Linked DNA regions of Sus scrofa: region 2 is linked to region 1. Evidence: chromatin contacts called from public HiChIP or PLAC-seq data. All regions are on one chromosome and are shown on one strand. The core of a region is the stretch at or near the end of the contact, and the rest is flanking DNA. Distances in the headings are between cores, read along the strand shown. Region 1 holds the start of CHCHD1 (coiled-coil-helix-coiled-coil-helix domain containing 1). Region 2 holds the start of VDAC2 (voltage dependent anion channel 2).

Evidence for each region. HiChIP or PLAC-seq counts read pairs in DNA pulled down with a chosen protein or histone mark.
Region 2: a contact with region 1 is called in an H3K27ac HiChIP or PLAC-seq map of alveolar macrophages, with 10 times the contacts expected there. The contact joins the promoter of VDAC2 here to the promoter of CHCHD1 in region 1. A contact is called at or near these places in 2 of 5 promoter capture datasets (fetal liver and fetal skeletal muscle) and 1 of 2 datasets of contacts at active chromatin or transcription factors (alveolar macrophages).

Annotation. Positions count from the first base shown.
Region 1 is chr14:76,501,960-76,508,627 of Sscrofa11.1, forward strand. CHCHD1 (coiled-coil-helix-coiled-coil-helix domain containing 1) reads left to right here and starts at 5,359. Exons shown (of 3, transcript NM_001190155.1): 1 at 5,359-5,508; 2 at 5,632-5,750; 3 at 6,342-6,668. The coding sequence starts at 5,385. The coding sequence ends at 6,455. It overlaps FUT11 (alpha-(1,3)-fucosyltransferase 11), which reads left to right. Exons shown (of 3, transcript XM_001928248.5): 3 at 527-3,817. The coding sequence ends at 674.
Region 2 is chr14:77,762,878-77,769,394 of Sscrofa11.1, forward strand. It overlaps VDAC2 (voltage dependent anion channel 2), which reads left to right and starts at 4,818. Exons shown (of 9, transcript NM_214369.1): 1 at 4,818-4,848; 2 at 5,850-5,918. The coding sequence starts at 4,818.

The DNA of each region.
Region 1 (6,668 bases), core at 4,109-6,608:
GGGTATAGACATAATTTGTATCCAGTAATTTGCATCAGGTAATTTTCATCTAGTTTGTTCTGAACATAATGTTACAGTTTATCAGAGGAAAAGTGTAACACTTACCTAGACACCTTATACTCTCATTTTGATTATTGAAATAGGTGTAACATAAAAGGTAACCATCTAAATAAGCTCCCTTGTTTCCATAGTTTGACTCCTGCTCTGCCTGCTTCTGAATTCCCTCCACATTTGGGGACCAAGAACAGGCAAATCAGGAAATGTAACTCATTGGCGGGCCGGGTGGGGGTGGAGGTTGTGTGATAAATTTGTGTTTGTGTTTACTGCCTGTCACTTGGACTAGTACTGAATTTGCTTTACATTTCTATCCCTTCAAAACAGAAACCACTGTTCCTGTTTAGCCAGAACATTATTCCTATCCTAGCCAGAGACCATTGTTATCTGTTTAGATTTCTCTGGCCAGAGAAAGGCAGGACTCATAGCTGTGCTGAGGTCCTATAATCTAACCCCCATTTTGATGTTTCAGCTGGAAGGAGATGTGGCTGCAAGATTATTGGCAAGGTCTGGACCAGGGGGAAGCTCTCACTGCCATGATCCACAACAACGAGACATTGCAGAGGAAATTTTGGGATTACCTAACCGAGATCTTTATGAAAAGGAACCAGAATCTCTAATTACTCTTGCAAGAGTCCTTAACTTGATAGAGCTAAGGAGATGGAGGTTTTTATTCTACCATACGACGTGAAGGGTATCTGCTGCACAGATCCTTAATGAACACTCTCTTACCATGGATTCAAAGGATAAACTATATCCACAGATATTTCAGTCTAATGGTGTGTAGCCAGAGTCTTAGCCTTATAGGTAATAGGGCCTCTCCTCGAGGAAAGATGGAAGCATCCAGTTCTTGGTTTTGTGGGAAGCAGAAGCCTGAAACACGCATTTGATTCAAGGTGCTGATCAACAGCGTTTTTAAGGAATTGCTTATTTCTCTAGCCATTTCATCCTCTCAGTTGTGAGTGGGACAACATGTTAATATTTGGCTGTGAATGAGGTAAGATGGGCCAGGTTTAAAACTTCTCTTGTGCTATTCCTCAAACCACTCATTATTACTCCTTACCTTTCCTAATCTCTTTTGCTCATCTCTTGGTTTTTAAAGTGTTGTGTTGGTGGTGAAGCAAAACTCCTGGTGAGTTGTGTTCTGGTCCCTGGAGTTGTATTTTTTTAAATCATTTACTTTGCTTTTCATGTCAGCCTTTAAAATTTTTATTTTATTATTATTATTTGTGGGCATGTGTGTGTGGCTTTTTGGCCGCACCCAGAGCATGTGGAAGTTCCCTGGCCAGGGATCAAACCCAAGCCACAGCAGCAACCAGAACCACTTCATTGACAATGCTGTATTCTTAACCTGCTGCGCCACAAGGGAACTGCTTAACTTTTAATTTTGAATAGCTTTTTCTTTCCTGGTGTTCCATAATTTCTGATGGAGATGGAGTATCCTCGCCACCCTTCCCACATTCATCATCCCCTGTATTAAATTGGCTATAGGTTTGCCAGCTTTTTTTACTGCTGGTTTGCTTTTTATCTAGGGGATATCTAGAATTCTTTCTCACTTCATGAATAGAAAGATTCAGTGACTGGAGTTCCCATCATGGCGCAGCAAAAACACATCCAACTAGGGGCCATAAGATTTCAGGTTCAGTTTTTGGCCTCGCTCAGTGGATTAAGGATCCGGCCTTGCCGTGAGCTGTGGTGTAGGTCACAGACACAGCTTGGATCTGGTGCTGCTGTGGCTGAGGCATAGGCTGGCAGCTGCAGCTCCTGTTGGACCCTTAGCCTGGGAACCTCCATATGATACAGTGACTAATAAATGTCGTATAAATTTAATGAATTGTCCTTCTCTATTTTTGGCTGGAGATGGAGACTAAGCCTGGAAATGATGATAGAAAAAGCTATAATGATTTTGAAGTGTTAAAATAGCCCATTGTGAATCAAAGTGCAAATTTTTATAGGTTTTTGTTCTTTTCTGTCTGCCTAATGAACTCTTCTACTTTATTATTTTTGTATGCCTCAAAAGTCCCATTTCCCCCCCAAAAGTCATGAAATTGTGGTGGACAAAACAGCCCAGCAATATAGCTGTATTAATTATCTCATATTCTGAGGCACTTTTCACTTTAAGTGGGATAAATATTCCAACTTCATTCATTCTATTACTGATACAAGACACGACTTTATAGTACTTTCTGAGACTACATTTTGATGGAGCCCATCCAAGGCCCTAAGCTCAAGGGGATGAGAGGTAAGGCAAGACATACAAGCCATCATAAGGGGATATAGGCAAACCCTCCATTTGCTGTGGTTTAAACATACAGCTTAATGGGCAAGGAGACCATTTGCTTTTTCTGGGGCAGTGGAACAAGAAAGAATACTATGTATCTTAGAACTACCCTGGTTGTGATGTTGTATTAATGAATTATCACTAGAGAAGTTTCATAGCTTATCAATATATCTGGTTTAGTATATGTGTGTATCTGTATACACACAAATTTACCAACATATAAATACGGTTGCAAAGACAAGAGGAAGATTTTATGACTTCAGTATAGACTGTGTATAAATAACCTTGTCCTTATATAAGGTTTTGTTTGTTTTTATTATTTTGAGCAAAATGCTAAGCTATTCTGTGTATGATGATAACAGTTTGTGTTTAAATTTAAGAAATCTAGCTCTTTATTTAACATCAAAGCCAACATCATGTTTAATTTTTTTAAAATGACACCTACTTTGAATTCAGTAAAGATCTATAGAGAATTTATATAACTTTAGGCTGGCATGAAACTATATAATATCCCACAAAATGGAAATCCTACAACAGAACTCCCAATAAACATTTTGTTTATATATGAGATGCTTCAATAACTAGGGTCCCACACTTATCGTGACACCTAAAGATGTGGCCAAGGAAACCTATTTAGGCTGGGTTTCACTGCCAACGTGGTTCTTTTTCCAGTTTATTTAATAAAAAATGCTTTTCATAAGAGCATGGAAAGTTTGCTTACCCAGTTTGGACTTTCACAGAAAACAAGAGGAGGGGAAGACCTTCAAAAATACTTCTGTTAAAATTTGATATAGTAGAGACCCTTACAAAAGAAGTCAAATTCAGGACTCTGATTTCTAAGCCTGCACTCTATTTAAATGCTGATGCTGGTTTATAGAATGCAAAATACATATTACAACCATGTGCAAACTAATGTTCAGACTCAAATTTCATTATGTGCAATAAAAATGGTAAGTGATGGTTATGCAAGGGGTAGAATCATCCTTTCCTTTCCTGTCTAATTACACCAATTCACATTGGCATTACTTTAGCACTTTTATGTATAAAGTAGGCCAGTTGTTTATGAATGATTGTGGCCAGAGACTCATGCCTGCTTTGTGACCAGTGCTCCCCACACTTTCTCCTTTATTCCCTATTACCACAGAAGTATTCATAAAAGAGCAGGGAAGGCCAGGTGCTACGGGTCCACAAGGGAAGGCAGCACCAGAAATAGCCACCTAGCTATCCAACTAAAGGCTTCTCTTTCTCTACAGAGAAAGCAAGCAATGTGAATTTTCGCTAGTTTGTGACCCAGCCTGCATTCTGTACAGCAGCAGGCTTGGGGTTATTGGTGGTAGAAGTGTCTGATAGGAGTCAGCTTTATTTGTGTTGCTGGAGTCAGGGTGGAACTTGGGGCTGATGCCCTTACTATTCCCAGGTGTTGCTGTTTTCTATTGTCTCAGGTTTCATTTTGTATAATAAATGGCTTCTTTTGAAACAGTGTCTTTTGCTTGGTTTTATTTCTGGCTGTGATAAAGTTGGAGACTTGGAAAAATACTTAAAACATTTGTTCATTTAACAAGCATTTACTGGCACTACTCTAGGCACTGGGGATTAAGCACTGAACAAGATAGACAAGGTCTATTCTCTTCCGGTGCTTACATTTTAAATGGGTGTTGGGGGTAAGGCTGTAAATGAACAGTAAGGGAACAAGACAATCCAGACTATGATAGGTGCTGTGAAGAAAATAAAACAGCTTGATAGTGGTTTGGATGGAAGTCAGGGAAGTCCTGACAAACTGAGACTCAACAGAAGAAAAAGAACCAGCCATGCAGAGATAAATGGAAAGATTCCAGACATCTGTGATAAGTGATTTTAGCATACTAAATTTACACAACCAAATTAAGTATTGCTCTCCAAAGTAGTCATCTTAAGAACTACAAGTTTGTACAAGTTGTGCTTCCATTACATGGTGCTCATGTATAAATATATGCCTTGAGAATCAGCGGTACGTCTTTGTAAATCATTTTGGGAGGTGGGGGGTGGGGGGGGAGTCAGAACCAAGTCTGATTAAAGCTAGGCATCACAAGGAAGGACAAAGTCTATAAATAGGAATGATACTACTAAGTATCTTCAGAGAATTGGGAAGAGGATTAAGTAAAACAATGTATGCAAAAGTCCTTAAACCTTTCCTTACCCAGTGAGATCGATATAAATGAGCAAACGATTTCTGAACAACAGTAGCTGCTGAAGTAAATGAGGGCTAATTTTTCTTTGCGGCTTCTGGGGTGGTTCCAAACGTAGTCAAAACCAACAGTTCTTGAAGGTTTATTAAAATCATTCCTAGAGTTCTGACCCTGGCGCAGCGGCTCCCGCCAGCTGAGGAGGTGCGGGTTTGATACCTGGTCTGGAGCAATGAGTTAAAGGATCCGGTGTTGCCGCAGCTGCAGCTCGGATTCAGTCCCCGGCCTCGGAACTTCCCTATGCTCCGGGTGTGGGCTTTTTTTTTTTTTTTTTTTAATAGTAATAATAATTCCCAATTTAGCATTTTTCAGTCTCCCAGTTTTATTTGCTCCCATCCTCTCTGCCCTTGCTTAGGTCAATCTTTTTTTTTTTTTTTTTTTTTTTTTTTTTTTTTTTGGTGATGCGCCCGCTGCAGGCGGAAATTCCTGGGCCGGGGGAACGAACTCCCACCATAATAGTGGCAAGGTGGATCCTTAACCCACTGAGCCACCAGGCAACTCCAATCACCTTCTAATCCAGCCGGTTACCACTCGAAACTAGAGTCCGTTTATCAGTGTTTCCTGGGTGTTCCCGGTCCAGTACTGCCCCAAGACTTCAGGGCCCACAAGAGTGGCCTAGGTCAGCAGACGAGTCCCAAAGATTCTCCTCCCAACCTGCACATCGGTCTCTATTAAAGCAGGTCAGAACCCAGCAGCGCGGGTGCCCCGCCAAGAAAACAAAGCGGTGCATGCTGGGCGGGAAAGGGAGCCTCCTAGTTTCAGGAAGCTCGTAGGGTCACGCAGGGTCACGCACGGCGCCGCAGAGCCTGCCGGGAGCTCGCTTTGCAATGGCGACTCCCAGCCTGCGGGGTCGACTAGCACGGCTTGGAAACCCACGGAGGCCTATACTGAAGCCCAACAAGCCCCTCATCCTAGCCAATCATGTCGGGGAACGGCGCCGGGAGAAGGGCGGTGAGCAGTCGGAGCCGTGGAGGCCCTAGAACGGAAGCCGGAGGAGTGCAGGGGGCCGCTGGGTGGGAGGGCCGGAAGGTAAGGGTCTCCTTGTGATTGAGGGTCCTTCCCGTTCTCCACCAGAGGCGACCTGTATCACGGAGATGTCAGTAATGATGGCTTGCTGGAAGCAGAATGAATTCCGCGACGAAGCGTGCAGAAAAGAGATTCAGGACTTCTTCGATTGTGCTTCGAGGGCTGAGGTGACAGGAGGCTCCTGGGGTGCCCTCTTGGGAGGAGAATGGGGTATACAGTATGGTTCTTACTGCCTCTTGCTTGGTGATAAGAAAATTCTTCTCCCTCAAAAAGGGCGAGAAAAGTTTTTGGGATCTACTTGACTCATGCCAAAGTGCGAAAGTTTACAATTTTGAAGGCATCGTGATCTTGAGCGATTTGTTTTACTGCTTTTAGCTTTATCAGATGCACAGTGAGGTTAATATTCATATCTGCCTTAAAGAATTTTGTGAGTGTTAAGTGAAGAAATGAATGGGAAAACCACATTGTAAAATTTAAATTGCTGCTCAAATAGACATTATTCTCCCAAGTGAACTAAAGATAGGAAAGGACAGTTTATTTGGTTTCCAGCTTAGATTTAATTGCCAGCTGGATGATGGCTTCAGATCATACAGTCATTCATGGTTCCCAAGTCCTTTTGATGAAAGAGGACTGAGAAGATGACGCAGCTCTCCAGGCTGGTTAATTTCTCAGTGTGATTTGGGGTGTTGTGAGAACTATTAGCTTAGGTCAGGGCCAACTTTAGAGCTGTCATTTTAATTTTTGTTCTGTGTTTTCAGGCTGCCCGAAAGATGAGATCAATCCAGGAGAACCTGGGAGAGTTGGGGAGTTTACCCCCCAAGAAATTGAATAAGTTGTTACATAGGTTTCCTAACAAACCTCATGTCAGCTGAAAATGGAGAAGCATTTTCAATGACTGGACTGTAGCTTCTGAGAACTATGCAGAGGCTTTTTAGAGATATTTGCATTGTCACACGTTCTTTTTGAAGAGTGGAAGGACGCGAAACACTTTTTTTTAACCCTTTGGAATCATTATGTGGATGGAAATTATATTTTATGTTGAAATAAAATCCCCTGAAGAGAGCTTGGCCTTTTGTTGTGGATTA
Region 2 (6,517 bases), core at 3,568-6,067, 1.3 Mb after region 1:
TAAATAATGTGACCACAGCACTGACTGTGGCATTTTAAAATATATATACTCAGAGTTCCTGCTGTGGCTCAGTGGGTTAAGAACCCGACATGGTGTCTGTGATGATGGGGGTTCAATCCCTGGCCTCACTTAGTAGGTTAAGGATCCAGCATTGCTGCAAGATGTGGTATAGGTTGCAGATGTGGCTCAGATCTGGCATGGCTGCGGCTGTGGCTGTGGCCAGCAGCTGCAGCTCTGATTCAACCCCTAGCCTGGGGACTTCCATATGCTGCAGGTGTGGCCATAAAAATTTTTAAATTTTAAAAATTAAAAATAGAATATGTCCACAAATTCTTAAATACTTCTTTCAAAAGATGTGCCTGATTTCTCTCCCTTTGATAGACTGGTCTTAGTAACTCACTTACAACAAATAGAAAAAAGCAGAAATGACAGTGTGATTTCTGAGGCAGGTTCAGACATTGTGGCTTCAGTCTCTCTCTTTGGTCACCTACTCTGGGAGAAGCCAGCTGCCATGTCATGAGGACACTCAAGCAGCAGCTTTAGGGAAACAGCCACATGGTGAGGAATGGAGGCCTCTTGCCAAGAGCCATGTGAGGGATCCTCCTTGGAAGCAGATCCTTTAGCGTGGTTAACGCTTCAGATGACAGTAGCCCCAGCTAATATATTGACTACAACCTCATGGGAGGCCCTGAGCCAGAACTACTTAGCTAAGCTTAATTTTTGACCCACAGAAACTTTTTGATAATAAAAGTGTTTTTTTGTTGTTTTTTTTCCCTGTTTTTTTAGGGCTGTACCTGTGGCAGATGGAAGTTCCCAGCCTAGGGGTCAGAATCGGAGCTACAGCTGCTGACCTACACCACAGCTCATGGCAACACCGGATCTTTTTTTTTTTTTTTTTGTCTTTTGCCTTTTGTTGTTGTTGTTGTTGCTATTTCTTGGGCCGCTCCCTTGGCATATGGAGGTTCCCAGGCTAGGGGTCAAATCGGAGCTGTAGCCACCGGCCTACGCCAGAGCCACAGCAACACGGGATCCGAGCCGTGTCTGCAACCTACACCACAGCTCACGGCAACGCCGGATCGTTAACCCACTGAGCAAGGGCAGGGACCGAACCCGCAACCTCATGGTTCCTAGTCGGATTCGTTAACCACTGCGCCACAGCGGGAACTCCCCTGGCTTTCCAGTTTTGATAAGTCCTACTTTCATACTTTAATGCAAGTGTCTCCTCAGTCTGACTGTGCATGATCACAGTTCTCTGTGCTTACATTTATTTATTTTTTTACTTTAAAAATTAAAAAAAAATTTTTGGTGCCCCACCTGTGGCATATGGAACTTCCAAGCTGCTGCTGAGGCCTATGCCACAGCTATGGCAATACCAGATCTGAGCCGCACTGCAACCTTTGCTACAGCTTGTGGCAATTCCAGATCCTTAACCCACTGAGTGAGGCCAGGGATCAAACCACGTCCTCAGGAGACAACATCAGGTCCTTAACTCACAGAGCCACAATGGGAACTCCTAATTTTTTATTAAAGTGTAGTTGATTTACAGTGTTGTGTCAGCAGGTGCTTACATTCAGCATTGTGCTTAGAACCCCTGAATTCTCCGTCCTATGTTGTAGGACAATTCTCAGTGGTGTTTCTACAGGTCTTGTGACAGCTTTTATCTCAAACTATCTTTTCAAGAATGTCTACATAGCAAATAGCCTTGGGAGACAGGGATGTTAGCTCCCTCTGGGTTAACAGGCAGAGGGCAGATTTTGTTTCCCGGGAAGTATAATAATGTCTCTCTTGGGGCAAAGGTTGGACAGGTTTGTAGCTCCTTATAAGGCAGGATATTTCCTAAGCTTAAGATTCCTCAGCTGTGACACAAACACATGGTGTGCAGTTACTCCCTAGGGTGGTCTGCAACACCCCTGTGGAACACAGAGGGCAAGGGGAACTGATTTGAACATGAAGCTTATGCTGCTTGCTGAGCCTGGAGTAATAAAATCCTTTGTCTCTAACCTTTAACTTTCCTGTCTTCTGCCAGCATCTATCAATATATGAAACTATGGCAGGTGAACTTGCTAGTTTGCACATAGGGAAAATTTTGGACCCTTTCTAGCTTTTTTTTTTTTTTTTGTCTTTTTAGGGCCAAACCCATGGCATATGGAAGTTCCCAGGCTAGGCATCAAATCAGAGCTGCAGCTGCCAGCCTATACCATAGCCACAGGAATGCCAGCTCTGAGCCACATCTTCGACCTACACCACAGCTCATGGCAACGTCAGATCTTTAACCCACTCAGCCAGGGATAGAACCTGAGTCCTCATGGATACTAGGTGGGTTCGTTAACACTGAGCCATGATGGGAACTCCACCTTTCCAGTTCTTGACATCTCTACACATCTCTGCATCTCTACATGCTTGACTGTAAGTGCTTCCTCGGGAGCAGGAAGTGTGTCTGAATGGATTTTGCTTCCTTTGTGGGTGATACAAAGTAGTTGCTCTATAGGTGGTGGCTGCTACTAATGATGCTTTGGTCTAAAGAGCTTTGTTTTTTGTTTTGATTTTGTTGTTTTGTTTTAGAGTGGACTCTTTAAAGGGCTTTGGATGTAAGTACTCATATATAGTTACTGAATCCCACTTTGAAATAAATTGCCACGATTCTTCCTGTTATTAGGTACTGTGTATATCCCTTGGATTTTTATTAGAGGGTAAAGCCTCAGATCTGTGTTTTGTAGCACATTAAGATTCTCTGGGGGTTAAATATGTTAGATAGTTCACAGTGTGAATAAGCCCCAAAGATGACTGAGCAGAGACTAGGTTTTTCTGGGAGGTAGTATATTATGCTGCACTTAGGACAGGATAACAGTTTCTGCCATTAGCATCAAATATAGCCAGAGCAGACCAGTTCTCTGTGGAACCAGACTGATTTCAGACCAACCTGTCTGAACGTGAATGAAGGAATTAATCAGGACTCTGGTGCCTGAACTTTTAGGCACAAAAACTTTTCCCTTCTTCTAACCCTTTACAATGTGTAATACCAACCACGACTAGGCAAGCTTGCTGGCTGGGCCTGCTCATGGGAGGGAAATCCACCAGGCTGCAGCTTAAATCCGGGTTTGCAATGGGAGGCCTATCTAGCTATCCCTTTTTTCCTGGTTTAGAAAAAGATGGTAACTTTGCAGCATTTAAATAGAGGTGGTTTTCAAAGCTAGAGTCAGGGAATTTTCTTGGGGCAAAGTGGGTTAAGGACCCTGCCTTGTTATTGCAGCTTGGGCCACTACTGTGGCAATGGTTTGATCCTTGGCTTGGGAACCTCCACATGCCACACGGTGGGTAGAAAAAGAAGAAAAAGCCAGAGTGGGGGAAAATGAGCTTTCCTTAGTCTATGGCTGAATGGCTGTTAAAACCACTTCATCTCATTTATTTTATAGAGTGAAACAAAACAAGACAAAACTGGGGTAGAGAAGGGATAAATTGCTGAGACTGGCTATTGATTACCGACCTTAAATTGACCCTATTTCTATCTCATTAGACCGCTCATTTTTTTCTTGTCCCCTTGGCTTCTTCACTTCCTGCACACCCAGAGAACTGGAGTGCAGCGTTCTAATGCTTGGTCAGCATGATTCCTAAATTTTCTAGCAGGCTTGACTCACCAAGACCGCTCCAGTTTCTCTGTGTGTGTAAAGCAGTCCCACCCCAATCCAGACGAAGGAGGCAGAAAAGGAACCCTAAGGCTTGAGCGGGGGTAGGGTGGAGTAGGGAAAGGCGGGGCACCCCGAGACGTGCTCAAGTTTGTTCAGGGCGGGGCAGCCCAAGAGAGCCTCTCAGGCCGAGCCCCGCCTAGCATGGCGATTACACCATGATGGGAAGCGGGCGAAAGAAGGGAGTGGGCGAGGGGCTGGAGGTACGCCCCAGCGCCCCACTCATTTCTCTCTGAGCCAGGAGAGACACACGGTCTTCCAGAGACGCAAGCACTTGCTCAGGGCAGAAGTGGTATCGCTCAGCAGACTCCTTCCTCTACCGGGGATTGGCTCTGCAGGGCATGTAAGTCACAGCCAAGAAGGGGAGTTGGAGAGATGTACGTGACCTCGGGGAGCGCGGTCGCGCCCAGTCGCGCGCAGTCCCGCTCAGGCACGCGCCCGACGCCCCGCCCCGCCCATATTGAGCGCGCGCGGGGCCTCCACCCCATCCCCCCGCCCTCGCGGTCCCCTCCGGCAGCATCCGTCGTTCCCCGCCCCCTCGTCTCTGGGGCTGTCCTCTTCGCTGCCTGACCTGAGGTCCGGCAACGTCTGTCTTTCTGGCCCCCGCCGAGGGACCGAGGCGCCCTATCCCGGGGGCGGGGGTGCTCTTGGAGCACGTGGCTGTTTTAGAGCAGGTTGGAGTGGGCAGCAGGCGGCGCTGCGGGGACAGGCGCGGCGGGCAGCCCCAGGGGCAGCGGCAGGGTCCTGGCCGGTGGGGGGAGGACAGGGTTGCGGCAGGCGGAACGGTGTCTCCTTCACTTCGCCCTCCAGCCGAGGGAGCTGCAGCCCGACCCTGAAGGAGCCGAACGGTTTCTGCTGCGAGCGAACGGCAGGGGCGCCTCCCCCTCCCCCCAGGAGACCACCAGGTACCGCTGCCCCCGCCTCACTCTGACCCGGGGGCGTAGGCCTGGGCGGCCAAGCAGGATGTCTGAGCCGGACTCTGGGTCGGCCCTGGCTCCCTAAGATGGCCGCGCTGCCCCGCGGCCCCTCTCCCCTCTGTCCCAGACCCCCTTTCTGGCCCCTTGGTTTGCTTCTGACCCCTGCTGACCACACTTTATGTCCCTCCTTCAGATCACCTCATCCGACGGCTTCGCCATGGCGTCCTATGGACAGACCTGCCCACGGCGTAAGTAGAGGGGGATCTCTGCGGGACGGGGCGGCGGTGCCTGGACAGTCGAAGCCTGTCGAACGGAAAACTAGGGCTTCTTTTCCCGTATCTCTCCGAGGACTTGGAAATTTGTCCCTTTTGGTAGTTTCTCCATCGTCTGACTCCTCTAGTTCTGCGGAGGAGGGACTGAGTTGCTGGATTTCGAATAGGGGGACTAGGCCAGGGGAGTTGGTTCATGGTCGCATTCACCTTCAGCTTTTGGATGTGTCTTTAATGGACTCAGAGGAAAAAGTTACTGATACCGGATTTGGTTTTTGGAGGCTTGGATCGGTCACTTTTTTAGAGGAAGTAGTAATCTCCCTTGTGAGTGCACAAGGTCATTACATGTGCTCCTAAGGGCGTGGACGTGCTGTGTAGAATGAATGAGCTAGTGTAACGAGCTCAGATTGCTTGCCCTTAAGCCGCACAGCATTGGCCGAGGATATGTCTAAAGTGCCATCTGATATTTAGTTGATGTAGACACTTGAGTGAAACATAGATGGCTTTTTTTTAAGTTCCGTTAAGTTCCCCAGGTATTATTTACCTTTCTCTTCCCATTCCAGAATATTGGTTTTGGCCTCAGAGAGGATACTAAAGGATGTATTGGGGGAGGGGGTGAGGGACTTGTCTTAGTTTTTTTAATCTCATTTGGTTAAATCAGCCTATTCCAGTGACTTTTGGCAGGTATATTTGAATGTATAGTTATATATGTGTGTATGTGTTTGATTCTTTGTATATTTTGGAAGGAATTTCCCAAGTTTTTTGGCCACTTACTATAGTTATCTGTTTTAGAAATTAGTCTTTGGTGCTGATGTCTCCCTCATGGATCCTAGTAGACTATAGTTTTGTTGTAGCTCCTCGTGGTAATAAAAACAAGTTGGATTGCTTGGATTTAAAGATAGCAGTCTGTTCATAATCTAGTTCTTGAACAGACTGTGGGAGCACAGGGACATTAACATTGGAATGTTTCTTCCCACCAGCAATGTGTATTCCGCCATCATATGCTGACCTTGGCAAAGCTGCCAGAGATATTTTCAACAAAGGATTTGGTAAGAATTGCTTTAAAAATTTTAGATCTGAAGTGGAAAATGTGTGTTTGGATTGCTTAGGGAAATTATTGACTTTAAATTGTAAGTATTTTGCTGCATTCTCTTATTAGTTATATTTAAGATAAGATTTCTATTAAAATAGTACTGTAAAACAATCCAAATTCTATCCCAGTTTCATCTGTTTTTTTCAAACTTGAGTTACAGGAATTTACCTTTAAGAAGAAAAGCAATCATGCTTTCTTTTCTTTGAGATATAGTTTACGCCATGGTTGACTAGAATTGATGATTGTCTTGGATTGCTTTGATGGTGGTGACTCCTACTAAAGAGTTATGGGTTTTTTCGAATAAATTAGGACTCTCTTGAAGATTTTATTCCACACCTCACCCTCCCTGTCCTTTAGAATATTTCCCCAGTTATTTAGATTATTAATTGTTTAGATTATTAATCCCCGAAGGAGGTACCTCTTTGGGTTAAATGTTCTCAGTGCCTGTATTATAATAAATTATTGGCTATTCTGAGATTTAAGTTGAAGTGATTTTTCTAATCTGATATTTCGGTTTGAAAAGCATTTTTAAATAAATGCTTTGATAAAATTGTT